Linked DNA regions of Gasterosteus aculeatus: region 2 is linked to region 1. A link is a contact called in public Hi-C data. All regions are on one chromosome and are shown on one strand. The core of a region is the stretch at or near the end of the contact, and the rest is flanking DNA. Distances in the headings are between cores, read along the strand shown.

Region 1 (3,938 bases), core at 406-2,905:
TAAATGGAGATGAGACGTCCTCACTGACTCACACATTGTGAAAATGATGCTGCCACACAGTTCTCTGTAGTGTGTAACCTTCAAACGTTCGGCCCCTCCGGCCACAACCCACCTGAGTGGGGTCAAAGCAAGCTGTCAAAGGCAAAACACCTGCACTGATGTCACCGATTGGGTCGGCCCAATTTATTCACTGCAGATTAACCGCCGGAATATTCATGTGTTTTTTTCACATCATTCATGTGCGATGATAAAACTCCACCAATAGATTTAATTGCAAAAAAAGTAAAGTATCAGCGTTTACACTTTACAAGAAAGGTGGATGGGTTTTTTTGGAGAAGAATTCCAAATAAATTAATTGGGGCAATTCAACTATTTTGTATAATGTCTTTTCCGAACACCTTTTCTTCCAAAAGCGCCGACTTGCTCTAAATACCAAATAGTGCTGTTGAAAATGTTTAAATCAGTAATTTATTTACAATTTATTTACAATCCCTGTGATGACTTGCTATGCTTACGACAAGCGACCCTTCTAACAAATTGCCACCAGGGGGTAGTCTCTACCCAAACTAGTCCTCAGCCTTCCAAATGTAGGGTTCCTCTGCCCGAGGACGTCAATACACACTCGATAAAGCAATGCTCAGTCATTTTCTCTGCTTAATTGATCCCACTGCTACCCAATAATGTGTGGTGTGGCATTTCTTTATTGCAGCAGCATGCCTCAGAGTGCAACACGCTATTTGTAATCATCCTGTTGTTTTGCTCCTGCGTGACCAGCCATCTGTAGACAGCATGCGGTGGACTTGTTGGTCGGCGGTCGAGGTCAGGGGCTCGGCGGTGCAATCCTCCCCGAGCTGCCCGTAGGGCTGTAATGACATTGTCCTGGTATTTATCAGGGCTTGCGAAACACTCGTCCGGGGGACAAGAACACAACATGCTCTTAGCCAACAGGTTGGATAGATATGTAATAATGACAAAATTGTGAACAAACACAAGGCCGGCTTGATAAGGTAATGGTTATGTGTGCTGTGCAAGTAGAAAGCACACTTTCAGAATTACTCTCTCTCTCTATCACACACACACAAACACGCACCACGACACCAACGTGTAACACTCACTTCATATTTATTGCGTCAATAACTTGAATTCATCGAGATTGACTCCAGTCAATTCATCTTAACCTGCACATACTCACAGTCAACTCTCACCGCATCATAATTGTGCTTTATCTCATTGCACAATTGAATGCTGATTCGCGATCAGAATTTTGATTGACTCCATAAATCCAACCAAATCCAACCGCTGAGGCTCACCTCAACAACAGCATTTAAAATGCCAACCTGTCAACTCCCATCACAAACTTTTTCAAACAACAGAGACAGACGTGTAATCTTGTGCTTGTGTGTGTTCCTGCGGCCTCCCTCACCCGGCCACTCCTTGTGCTGTCAGCATGGCGGGGTGGAGTCGGCGGCGCTGCACGTGTTGAAAGTCTGCACGGAAGCTTCCCTCACTCGCGCTCTATCTGCCTTCCCCTGAATATTTGCATGGCTAAGCTGAAACAGAAAAGAGGAGGGGCCCAGTGTGTGCAACCAGCCCGGCTTTTTACCAATCAAAGGGGTTTCCCCACCCTCTCTGACTCCTTCCCTCCCTTCTCTGTTCAGTCCCACTGTGTCTGAGCACTCCAACACCCCCCAACCCTCCCCTCCCAAAATAAAAGTGAAGGAAAAAAAAGTGATAAGCAGCGAGCCGCTTGTGGGTTTTGCTTTCAAGCTCCCTCCTGCTGAATTGGCGTGCGTGTCTGTGTGTGCGTGTGTGTGTGGGGCGTTCACTCTTTCTCCTGCCACACTAACAACACGTTGCAGCAGCGTTGGCCCACGAACAAAAAGCAGCAGAGCCGCGGGAGGTGAGACGACTCGGTGCTGGAAGCAGGCAGAGTGGCCCAGCGCGACTGCGAGACTCAGCGGGGGAACTCAGCCTGACATTCACGCTTCCTGCTCCCCGGAGCCCGGCCCGCCTGTCCGTCTCTGCCACACTGTTTTGTCTCCCTTTCGTTCACCTCAGCCGCTGAGATTCCTGCACCTGCCTTTCTACCCCTCGGCAGGGGCACCAGAGGGGGGGTCCTTTTCTCTTTTCATCCACCTGTGCCGACGAGATGTCAGACGACGAGTGCCGCTCGCCCATCGGCCTGGACTGCTGCAGTTGCTGCCTGGACCTGGCCAACGGCTGCGATGACCCCATCGGGGGCCTCGGCGCCACGCCGGGAAGCCCCACCAGCCCCATCGCCAATCACTTCCGCCGGCTACGCAGCCAGCTGATGTACCAGAACACGGACAAGCTGAACAACATCATGAGGCAGGACTCCCTGGAATCGGTGGTGAGGGACCCCTGCTTCCTGCTGAACGAGGGGATCTGCAACAGCAACATCGACCAGACCATGTTGTCCATACTACTCTTCTTTCACAGGTATGGCCGCTGTTTGCTCAGCTGAGCGCCACACGCTTATCTGATCAGATTACCAAGCAATATCGAGGGTGATGTCATTGACACATTTGAACTTGTGCTGAAAGTTTCGCTTTGGAACATTTGGTACAAAGTCCACTTTCACTCACTTCTGCATCTGCAAGTACGCGAGCACGTCACCGGGCTGATGTGGTCTTTTCTGGTTGTCGACAACACACTATGTCATCACAGGGAAGTGGGGAGACAAATAGTGAGATTTAAATGCAGACGATCAGGTGGAATTTGTCTGTCTATATTGAAAACAAATTGAATAGACATAGAACAATGTACAAATATTCATGCAGCACACAGTGTCTTTTTACATCAACACAAGCCCAGTTTTTTCATACAGCATATTTGACATGTTACACAACATGACACTAATATTTGCAAGGCGTTGCTTAACTCTCAAGACGACTCGTTGGTCGTAGATTCATCACAGTGAAGACAGACAAAATGTAGATCAAAGAGAACAACCAAACATAAAAACATGAACTTATTCCGAAGCAACAGTTTGTTGTTTGTAATATTGATTTATTAAAATGATGATTTTATGCAAGAGGTCAATAAAAAATGGCTCCTGAACCTGAGCCAGAAGTTGTTGTTCATTTTCCTTTAAGAAGCTGTGATTTCGTACTGCTTATCCGAGCTGGGAAATGTTCTACGGAGGAAACTAGTAAACACAGAGCTGTAATCATCAAAAGAGCCGCCTTTCAATATCAGTAAAACATAAATGTCTGTGTTAAAGGATTATAACTTATCTCAGACCAGGGTATGTTAAATAACAATCCATCAATAAAAGAGAGGTTTTCTTTTTGGTTTACGGAGGTGAATCGTAACACCAGATGTGACTTACTGATTGTTTTACTCCACCAAGTCTTGTTATTTTCCTCATCACTATAAAAAGCATAATAAAGTAGTTATTGTTCTATTAACATTTTATGGGAGACATTTCATGGTTGCTTTAGTTTTAGAACCAACAACAGTTTTTTCTAGAAAGGCAGCATGTATAAAATGTTTCCTGCTATGGGAATCCTTCTAAAAACAATCCTTATAATAGCTGCCATTAAGTAAAAATTTTAGAATAAAAAGATCCCATGTTTTGTGAAAAAGAAAATCTGTTAGGGTGTTTCTCCTGATTTGTGCATGAAATTAAACTAGTCATGATATTTGTTATCTTGGATTCAGTAACTTGCAGACGATATCATAATAGCAGTATTCCGTGGCCGAGAGGCATTATCAGTACTTTATCCACGTTATCTACGAGCCAAACTGGCACAGAAAATCTGAATCAGTTCAACCGTTTCATAACAGCTCGGCAAATTATTTTTATTGTGTCACATTGTTTTCGTGGATATTGTTCTTGCTCTGGAGCTGAATTATTCAATGAAGGAACAGACGGGTGTTGATTTATTTATGATAGCGTAGAAGAGTCATTGTGC
Region 2 (3,938 bases), core at 419-2,918, 59 kb after region 1:
AAAACCACCACAAGGCAGAGTTTGTTTGTGTGCGAGTTAAAGAGCTCCTGGCAGATGGGGGTACGTTGTTGTGATGACTTCGGCCAAGTTGCTACATGAGATGTAACGTTGTTGATCAGTTTAAGAAGCCACATCCTCTATACAATCCCATTTTCTCGGCATCCTGTACCTCTCTCTGTCGTCTTTATTACCCTTGAACTCCATGCTGCCTTCCTGCAGACGGTGGTCAACGCATGTTTAATGGTTAGCTAGACCCTGAAAGGACTGTCAGAGAAAATACAGCATGTCCAGTATTTTGGCAGATTACATGCATGTCACCGCTCCCTAACACCACATTTATGGCATTAAAAAAAGCCTACAGTGTCCTTCCAGACTTTACACATATAGGAAAACTGCATGGTTTGCCAGCAACACTTTGCTTCGTATTCATTGGTTCCACACATTCGTATCCAGGACATTTATGACTAGTTTTCTGCTGTTGCCCACAATTTTTTTGGTTGGTCCCAAAGGAATCTGTCGTTTATTCATGCAGGCACATGTTGTGAGTAAATGGACCAGATGTATTCTGCTCCAATATACTTTGTAAAAAGATTATACAGGCAGGTAATAGGATCTAAACCTCCCATGCAAGCCTCTAAACCCCTGATGCAACACCACCACAAAGGCACAGGAAGTGCACATAGTAGTAGTGAGCCCTCTAGTTCTAGAGGCCTTTGTGTGCTGTGTACCAGCACAATAATTGGAAAGTTTTTCTATCCCTTCAGTCTTGCAAGATCATTCATCCAACGCCCTGCCGTGGCATTTGTATGAATGGGAAAACCAGCAGGAGCTTGAACTTTCACAACCTCAGTAGAGATCCAACTCTTTGCTTTTGCTTTCATCCCAATGCAAGATGATTACGTTATACGTGTCATCATTACAGCCACTTGGATGGATCCTCACTTACCTTCAGAGTTGAGGAATCCTGTACCAGTGAGCCCCCTAGAGGCAGAGATTTGAGATGCATCCTGTGGCGTGCCCAGAGGGTGTATCTGTCAGACACCACCAACATGCCTGAGCTCATGAATGTGACACATAGAACAAGCAATTCTAAATGCAATAAATGCATTCCTCTCAGAACGGGCAGTTATGAGCGCACATGCATTATGTGTGTTAAATGATAGCATCAGTTGCCTTATTACACTGTAACATCTTATCCTGCAAAACCTGTTTTGTCCTCAAAGTTCTGTTCATCTCACATGCAGGATCTTTGTTTGTTTCTTTCATGTGCTGCTGACAATCAATTATTATTGGTATTTCAGCAGCACATACATTGGTTGTTAGCAACAATTGTTTTACCTGCAGAAAGTCAGTGGTTTATTCTAAATGTAATTATACTTTACTAGATATGCAATAAAATAATCAATTTTATAACAGACCACTGCAACACACTTTTTCCGTGCTGCAGTACATGCCCCAGCTGCACGGGATTACAACTCCTGCCTGCGTGCCATGATATATTACGCGACGACTTCTTAATGTTTGCGTTTTCTCACAAATCACGTGCACTATTCTTTTTGCTCGTACCCGTTAAACCTGCTGAAAGGGAAATCAGCATGAACTCGCCTGTGTCACACTGTCTCCCCTTAGCGGACTGGCAAACCGCCCAGACAGCTGCTGCTTGCGTGCCACCACTGTTTGGGTAGATATGAATCTGTGCTCTGGAGAAAACTGGGATGATTCACCAGTGATTGTGTGTGTGTGTGTGTGTGTGTGTGTGTGTGTGTGTGTGTGTATGTGCGTGTCAGTTATAAGCTGAGGCCTTTTTACTGAAGTCTGTCTGCTCTCTCTACCTCATTCTCACTTCTCAGCGGAACTACTTTTAATAAAATCGGGAGGGGTTAGAGGGTGAGGGCTGATTCCTCTCTGAAAGATTGCATCAGTATTATTAAAATGTGGAATTCCACTTGTTTGTTAAATAAAGGGACAGTGACAGAAATCCTGCATCCTTTTTTTTCTTCTCTGTAATCAACAGCCCTGGCTTCGCTGCATTAAATCGAATACATTGAAATAAGAGAGGCAGTAAGGCAGAAAGGTGCTAGATGTGAGCCCTTAACAAAGGATGCAATGGATATTTTGAACCTCATTTCTACAACCTCATTGGCATTAAAGTTCCCATATAAAAGTGGCAATTTATACAGAGGAAAGCCACGTGTGTATCTGTTCTTTTGGGTTGCCGTATTGCTTTGACTGGCAGCTCACAGTGGATGATTCCCCCATTGCTCTTCAGCTCGTGATTATGGTGCAATTAGCACAGCGTCCTTACTTTCCATCAGGGCCTGGGTCGTTAAGGTCAAGTTGGCAACTCTGCAGCCCCAGAGTGAAAGAAAAAACATTAGCAACCTTGAGACTGTACTCAAACACAACATGGCAAACCAAACAAGTGCAAAGTACACACAGCTGACGGCACACACACAGGTTGGGTAGTATGTGCTCTTAGGAATGCCTTCTCCCATTACTTGGCATGTTTTCAAGGCGGTCTGCAATCTGTGGGTGATACATTCATGGAGAATGCTACTGCCATCTAATTTAAGCTAATAAGGAATGTATTCATTTCACATTGCCTTTTTCCAAACTGAAAATCCTTTCAGTCCCGTCAATGTCAACAGATTCACAAAAACATATCCTCAGTTATGTCTGTGAGTGCGTGAAGACTGACATATGTGTGTGTGTGTGTGGGTGGTTTTCAGACGGTTCCTTTTGTAAGAACGACCAAGGACACCTTGTTCTGAGAATGAGTGCTTTCACTTTGAAAGCAACCTCAGAAAGGTTGATGAGGAATGTGCGGGCAACATGTTTTCTGTGAGTGAAACAGAGGTGCAGACCTTCCATGATGAGCCTCAAGGTGATCTAAGACCACCACAATGTGGCCACCGTTCAGAGCCACTGCTTTTACATTATTGAACTGCTTTTGCCGGCCCGCAAGATGTGTGCAGAACAAAAAGCAGCAGAACAGAAACACCACATGGGTATTTACCAAAGAAACCCATGGACTTTGCTGCCTAAATGGAGTTTGTCAGTTGGCTTTGTAAATGAAGACTGGTTGATTTCACAACATTTCATCCCGCGGCTCATTTCCCTGTACGTCGCTAATCTGCAGTGTCACCATAAGGGTGGCAAGCACAATGCGCTTCATCCTAGCGGTTTGTAGAAGATTAGGGATGCAGGGAACAAAGGCTGCTGTTTTGGCTGACTGGCAAGGCCTTTCATGGGTTTAGTGGTGGCTGCTCAGTACTTTCTGTTCAGCTGTGGGATCTGTGTACCGACAGCTCTGCCTTATTGCTGGGTAACGTAGAGACACTCATCGGGCCGCACGCCCCGACTGCCACGGATCTGCTGAGCCTAAACGTCGTCCCTCGAGAGCAATTTCGTCAGACGGCCATCTGCTGAACGCTTTGTCTCCATCACCGTTTACTGTGACCGATCCACATTCGACCTGCAATTCAAAGATATCGTGAAAATACACACCCTGGACTGTGCAGTACGTTTTTTCCTCCTTGTTATCGGTTACATCAAATACTTTTGCACTTTGTTGAAAAATTGGTTGTTTTTCAGGTTGTTACCAGGAGGTTTGGATTTACGATATTCACTTTACGTTGAGGCTCACGCTTCGATTCCAAAGGCTACAACAACACACCAAAGCAAATAAACAATTTGTTGACCATGCCCACCTGAAGAGCATGCTTATTCTAAATTTTCTTCTAGAACGGCATTGATATCTTTGTGAAAGCAAAACATGTGTGTACCCCCCCCCCCCCCCCACACACACACACACACACACTCACACACCGTTGGATGTTTTGACATTCAACACCAGGTGATACGTCACAGAAAAGCAGAGTGTGCATCTGAATCTCCCGGTAAGACAACTTTTAACCACGTACGCATCACACCAGCCC

Evidence for each region. A called contact is a pair of places that touch in the nucleus more often than the background predicts.
Region 2: a Hi-C map of liver shows a contact between it and region 1, with 6 times the contacts expected there. The contact joins the enhancer-like site here to the promoter of tsc22d3 in region 1. A contact is called at or near these places in 4 of 6 Hi-C or Micro-C datasets (liver, skeletal muscle and whole body).

The regions. Positions count from the first base shown.
Region 1 is chr4:8,533,696-8,537,633 of fGasAcu3.hap1.1, forward strand. tsc22d3 (TSC22 domain family, member 3) reads left to right here and starts at 1,656. Exons shown (of 3, transcript XM_040173645.2): 1 at 1,656-2,460. The coding sequence starts at 2,150.
Region 2 is chr4:8,592,708-8,596,645 of fGasAcu3.hap1.1, forward strand. It overlaps LOC120818514 (a long non-coding RNA gene), which reads left to right. Exons shown (of 3, transcript XR_005712171.2): 3 at 1-1,973. Among protein-coding and RNA genes, the nearest start is that of LOC120818514, 9.7 kb to the left of the region's middle. Within about 2 kb of position 1,669, at least 5 of the 9 cell types and tissues checked have open chromatin away from gene starts, as enhancers often do. A contact at or near this core is called in liver, where this site is marked.